2 separate regions of the Oryctolagus cuniculus genome follow, and region 2 is linked to region 1. A link is a contact called in public Micro-C data. All regions are on one chromosome and are shown on one strand. The core of a region is the stretch at or near the end of the contact, and the rest is flanking DNA. Distances in the headings are between cores, read along the strand shown. Region 1 holds the start of INTS9 (integrator complex subunit 9). Region 2 holds the start of ZNF395 (zinc finger protein 395).

The links. Hi-C and Micro-C count contacts between places; a contact is called where the count stands out from the background.
Region 2: a Micro-C map of ear pinna shows a contact between it and region 1, with 7 times the contacts expected there. The contact joins the promoter of ZNF395 here to the promoter of INTS9 in region 1. A contact is called at or near these places in 3 of 6 Hi-C or Micro-C datasets (ear pinna, liver and an unstated tissue).

The regions. Positions count from the first base shown.
Region 1 is chr2:45,204,844-45,207,759 of mOryCun1.1, reverse strand. INTS9 (integrator complex subunit 9) reads right to left here and starts at 1,449. Exons shown (of 17, transcript XM_008249049.4): 1 at 1,275-1,449. The coding sequence starts at 1,283. HMBOX1 (homeobox containing 1) reads left to right here and starts at 1,773. Exons shown (of 11, transcript XR_011386241.1): 1 at 1,773-2,080.
Region 2 is chr2:45,748,204-45,751,119 of mOryCun1.1, reverse strand. It overlaps ZNF395 (zinc finger protein 395), which reads right to left and starts at 1,500. Exons shown (of 11, transcript XM_051831753.2): 1 at 1,343-1,500.

The sequences.
Region 1 (2,916 bases), core at 200-2,699:
CTAGCACACTAACCACGAGGCAAACTGATACGCTCAAAGTTTACTGACCTGCATTGTGACCCTTTCAGGCATGCTTCAGGGGTGGGGAAGGTCAGGCCCAACCGGCGCAAGTCATTTGGTCTGGCCCTGCCAAATCATCCGCAGGCGGGACTTAAAATTCAATGTATCTATAGCAGGCTCATTTTCAAGTTGATACTTTTGTGTGGCCCAAGAATGATGTTCTAAACATCCAAATGGCCCTTGGCAGAAAAAAGGTTCCCCACCCCTGAAAGGGAGACAGTTTGGGAGCTGAAGCTACTTTTAATACTTTCCTCACAGAAAACAGCTGGTGGGTTATCAGATGAGAGTGTGTGGGCTGTGTGGCTCAGGAAAGCCTATTCAAATAATTACAGAAATGGGAAAAAGAAAGTTTGCTTTTATATAACAATTACAGAAAGAAAAACTGGACAATCATTTGGCTGCAGGAACACAGATTTTTAAAGTGTTGAGAAACAGCATTTCACACCTGTTTTTCTTCTCTCCTAATTACACTATTACTAATCTGAAACAGCTGGAATAAGCTGACTTTTTGGATCTGTGCACACAATGACAATAAAATGGCTCAAAACAAAGGTCTGAGAAGCTTTCCTGTGAGCCAGCATTGAAGCTTTGCAATGCAAAGATTTCTCCAGGTAGAATGGCAGCTGCATCAAGCTTTGGTCTTGCAGTCCCTACAATCTCAGAGTGGAATGCCTTGACACTTCCTCTCTGCCATCCAGATCCTAGGCAGTGTTTGACTCAAATCTTCCTACATCATGCTCTGACCTCGTTCTTCTTTGGATTCGAAGGGCTGTTAGTAGTTGGTAACAGGAAACGTAATGAGTGATTACGTTCTGCCCAACATTTTCTACTCTGTTCGAATCTGATCAGCCTTCCAACGACGGTAGGGAGACGGGCTAATCAAGAGCCAACTGAATGGAAAGAGGTTGTTAATCCATCCTAACATTGGGAAGCTGAGAAGCAAGCCCAAACCTAGCTCATAGGGCCCAATCTTAGCTCACAGGTGAATATTACGGTCAACCTCTTGCCTCCCAAAGTGAATAAAACCTCCTGGCAGCTTTATGTTGGGGGTTAGGGGGGCCAGCGGTCAGGAGAGGCAATTCAAACCTTCTCCACAACAAAAGCAGCTCTCCTCCACCCACCCCCCTTTCCACGGAGAACCGTGACTGTTCCTTGCCCATATCCAAAATGGCACGGCATCACTTTTGCCCTCCGACCTAGGAGCGAAGACTCACCAGTTTCATAATGGACTTTAGGTTTTTCAGTATCTGTCTCAGGACTCCTCAACTCCAGCATGTGTCTTCCGGTTCAAGCTCCTTCTCTGGCCCGCCGAGAGCATCGCGGGACTTGCAGTCTTTCTTCCTCACGCCCCCTTCCCGGACCATCATGGGAAATGTAGTCTTCCTTCTGGGCATCATGGGAACTGTGGTCGTCTTTCCTTTTCCTCCCTTTACTAGCCGAACGCCTCCTTCCGTCGGCTCAAATTCATCCCCGCCGCCAATTCATCCTCCCTCTCCACCCCAGCATGATATCATGTCCCCTGTATGGGCCTGGGACCCATGGTATTCTGGGATATGTAGTCCCGACGGCCTCGTCCCCGCTTTCCCCGCCTCCCTGTGGGAAGGCGGATGGGCGCGAGACTTGCCGGGAGCTGTAGTTCCCTGGGGCCTCCAGACGCCGAACTCGGTGCTTTTACTCAGGGGAGGCAAGAACTACAACTCCCAGGGATGCCTGGCTGCAGCAGGTGGGAGCGGGGCTGTTGATATCAATATGGCGGTTGTCAGCCAGACAAAGACAGTCAGTCTGATGTGATTGAGACAAGGGAGGTTTTGAGGGGGAGACTGGGAGATAGGGGCCTCCCCTCCCCCTTCTCCTCTTCCTGCGCCGGCCTCAACCCCTCCCCAGTCCCCTCCCGACGGGCGCCCCACGCGGAAGACACCCCTCCCCCTCCCGCTTTCCCTCCTCCCTACCTCAGCCCTTCGTACTGGGACGTTGGGGAGGGGGCTGTGCCGGGCGGAGAGAACTCAGCAAGGATTCTGAGGTGAGTCGAGTGGATTTGAAGCCGGACTACCTCAAGTCTGTTTCTTTACTTCTTTCTCTTCACTTAAGAAAATTTGGTGTGGGGGGGAGGGGTCTGGGGAGAAAGTGAGCGGACGCTGGGGATGGGTCTCCTAAGCGGCCGGATTGAGAGGAGGGAGGAAGCAGGGGGCTTCCGAGTGAGTGACCGGGACACGGGGTGTGGGGTGGGGCAGTTTGCGAGGGACAGGAATTGAAAGGCGTCGACTGCTCCCCAACTCTTTTCTCCTGGTTTCTTCCTCTACTATGGGCGGAAGGTTGGAGGTGGGGGTCTCCTGCTTGGAGTTTGGGAAACTACGAGGTGATTTTGAGGTGTGTCGGTGTGTAGAACTGTGTTTTAAACTGTGTGACGTGTACTTCAGTGCTGCGCTCGTCTTGAAGAAATGTCTATAGATAGGAAGTTAGATCGCTAGAGTCATAGCTAGTCCTGGGCCTGGGCTGAGAAGCGTGCGTTGAGGTCCTGGTGCTGGACGTTTGGGCTGGCGACGTGGTGCGGGGTTGCTGGACTCAGCAAGTCGTTTATGTCCCATTGCCCGCTCACATTCCGCCACCCGCCTCCCGTCCCCTCCCCTGGTATAAATCTCCACCCCAAACTCCGGGAAGGAGAATTGTGGAGATGATGTGGTGTGGAGATGATCTTTGCATCCTGAAGTCGGGAGATAGGTGGGAAAGGAAAAGTGTTTCTTAATATTTTATTCCGGAACCGTGTTTTGGTTACACTGTTGGGGCTACTTTGAAAGGCGTCCTCCACCCACCTTCGCCCCCGAAACAGTAGGTAGAGGTATCCTGTGGTCTTCGTGT
Region 2 (2,916 bases), core at 251-2,750, 540 kb before region 1:
CCCAGTGTGAAGCAAAAACTTTATTATACAACACTGTTGCTTTGCCAGACATCTGCTTGTTTACTTATTTGTAACTTTAAAATAACAAAACTTAATAACTGATCCGTGGAGAAAAGCAATGGAAAGACCTCTGGACCATCTGGGCCCACAGTTCACTGTCTGCTGATCTTTCACTGACTGAGTTTATTTCACACAAAGCCCAGGGGCAAGAGGGAACGCAATTCACATTGTGGTTTAATATGAAAGCTAAATAGAGTTGCACATTTCATCTGATATGATTATAAGACACACATGAACTTACGCCCCATTAAAAACATGCTGGCAATTAAACTTTCTGAACAGCAAAACTGTATGCTTGCCATCAGCATGACATAAACCAAAAACTAACTTGGAAGTATTCAACTGCATTTTAAAAAATATTTAAAAACCCACCCTCAGGGTTCTGCGTTATGGCACAGCCCGAAGGTGGCACCCTGTACCACAGTGCCCGGGATCAAATCTTGGCTACTCCACGTTTCTGATCCTGCAGGAGTTTCCTCTGGTTTTCCCATGTGGCTGCAGAGGCCCAAGGACCTGGGCCATCTTCTACTGCTTTCCCAGGCCACAGCAGAGAGCTAGATTGGAAGTGGAGCAGCCGGGACTCGAACCGGTGGCGCCCATATAGGATGCCGGCACTGCCCGCAGCGGCTTTACCCGCGAAGCCACAGCGCCGGCCCCCAAGTAAGTTTTTTAAAAATAAAACCAACCTCAGACATCACTAACAGCCCGTCAGCGGGCGGTGTGTTGGGGGTGGGGTGGGGTCACCACGGACCCCCACGGAGCCACCCAGAACCGGGGCAGCCAGCGAGCCCCGCCAGGTGCACTGTCGACCAGGCTTCAGCCGGCAACAGCCCGCAGCTGGCCCCGCCGAGGAGCCGGAGCCAGGTTTCCCCGCCGGGCCGCGCGTCGTCCTTGGACTCAGATCAAGTTCATTTTGCGCAGACTTTTATTTACACTTCCAACAGAGCGGCGCGCGCGGACGCACGGCCGCCTCAGCACCCCACGCCGTACCGAGGATGAGCAGGCAACGGGGCGCACACCGGTCCCTTCCCGCCCCCGGCCCCGCGGCGGCCTCTCGGCGCTGCTCCCTCCCCTCCCCGGGCAGCCCGCGGGACAGCCTGCGGCCGGCGGGGAGACCAGGGGGCGGCGACGCGCGAGGAGCGCCTCAGCCTCCCGCCTCCGCTCCCCGTTCCCTACGCCGCCTTCCTCACCGCGGCTTCGCCTCTCCCCGCCTTCCCGGCCTCTCGCTCTGCCTCGCCTTCCCCTCGCCTCTTCCCTCATCTTTCCCTCAGCCCCAGCCCACCGGAGCCACGATGGCGTCTCCCCGGCTCGGTCCTGAGGAGAACGAAGCTCCGGTTCCCGCCGTGGGCTCAGTTCCCACGCTTCCCTAGGCAGAGGCATCTCCCCCGCCCCGGGGGCTAGTCCCGAGGACGACTAAGTTCTGGCCCGCGTAGTGCGAGAGGAAACAACCGCCCACGCAACGATGGCGCGTCCCTCCCGGGTCCGAGAGGGCGGGCTGGACGCCCCCTGGCGGCCGCGGGGCGCAGCGCCGGAGCGCCGAGCGCCGTCTGCGCAGTGGCCGGGCGCCCCCTTGCGGCAGTTCTGGTGATCCTGAAATTCACTGTTACTATTCCAAGCCCTGACTGGAGGGAGATTCAGAGAGAGATCTCACCCACTACCCCGTGCGTTGTTCGGAATGGATGGAAATAACATGAATTAAAGTACATGGCCAGCAAGTGCTCGGGCCCCGCACCCCAGGGGAGACCGGGAGAAGCACCTGGCTCCTGCCTTCGGATCAGCGCGGTGCGCCGACCGTGGCGGCCATTGGAGGGTGAACCAACGGCAAAAGGAAGACCTTCCTCTCTGTCTCTCCCTCTCACTGTCCACTCTGCCTGTCAGAAAAAAAAAAAAAGTACATGGCCAGTAGACAAAGTCATTTGATCAGTAATAATCTTTAAGAGGAATTGAAATTTGAAAACTAGAATATGAAAAATTTAAAAAGCAATACCGTTAACAATTGTTTTGCCTAAAACCAGAGTATAGATATGTATTTGGAAAACCTTGAAGCACTGTTGAAAGAAATCAAACGAAATATAAATCAAGGCAGATATATATTATTCAGGACTGGCAGACTCAATGTTATTAAGATGAAAATTCTCTCAAATTTGACATAGAAATTCAGTGAAACTCCAAATTCCTAGAAAACCATTTCAAATTCTAGAACAGATAACATTTTTTCCTGAAGAAGTCCAACCATGAAGAACTAGCACATCTGGATCCTTGGATCCCAACAGTTAACCTGGACCACCAGCAATTAAGGAAATGGTAGTGAGAAGACAGAGAGATGGATAAATGGAGATGAACTGACAGCCCCAAATAGGCCAAATTGCAGTCAACTGATGGTCAAAAGAGCAAAGGCAACTCAATGGAGAAAGGAATGTCTGTTCCACAATTAGTGATGGGACAGTTGGAAACCACATGGAAAAAAGTAAACACAGACACACACCTTATAACTTATACAAGAATTCATTCAAAATGGCCCATATACTTATATTCAAAATGTGAAACTATAAGAAATCTAGACTAAAATGGCTATGAACAGATGTTTCATGACAAGTTTCTAGATGCAAGTCCAAAAGCCAATTTAAAAGAAAATAAATGATAACACAGACCTTGTTAGAATAAAAAGTCTACTCTGTGGGGGCAGGTTCTATGGATCAGTGGGTTAAGTCACCAGTTGGGATGCCGGCATTCAACGTCAGAGTGCTTGGTTTGAGTCCTGCCTATTCTAAGCTTCCAATCCAGCTTCCTGCTAATGCATCTGAGAGGTGGTAAAAGACGGCCCAAATACTTGGGCCCCTGGCTGGAATTCCTGGT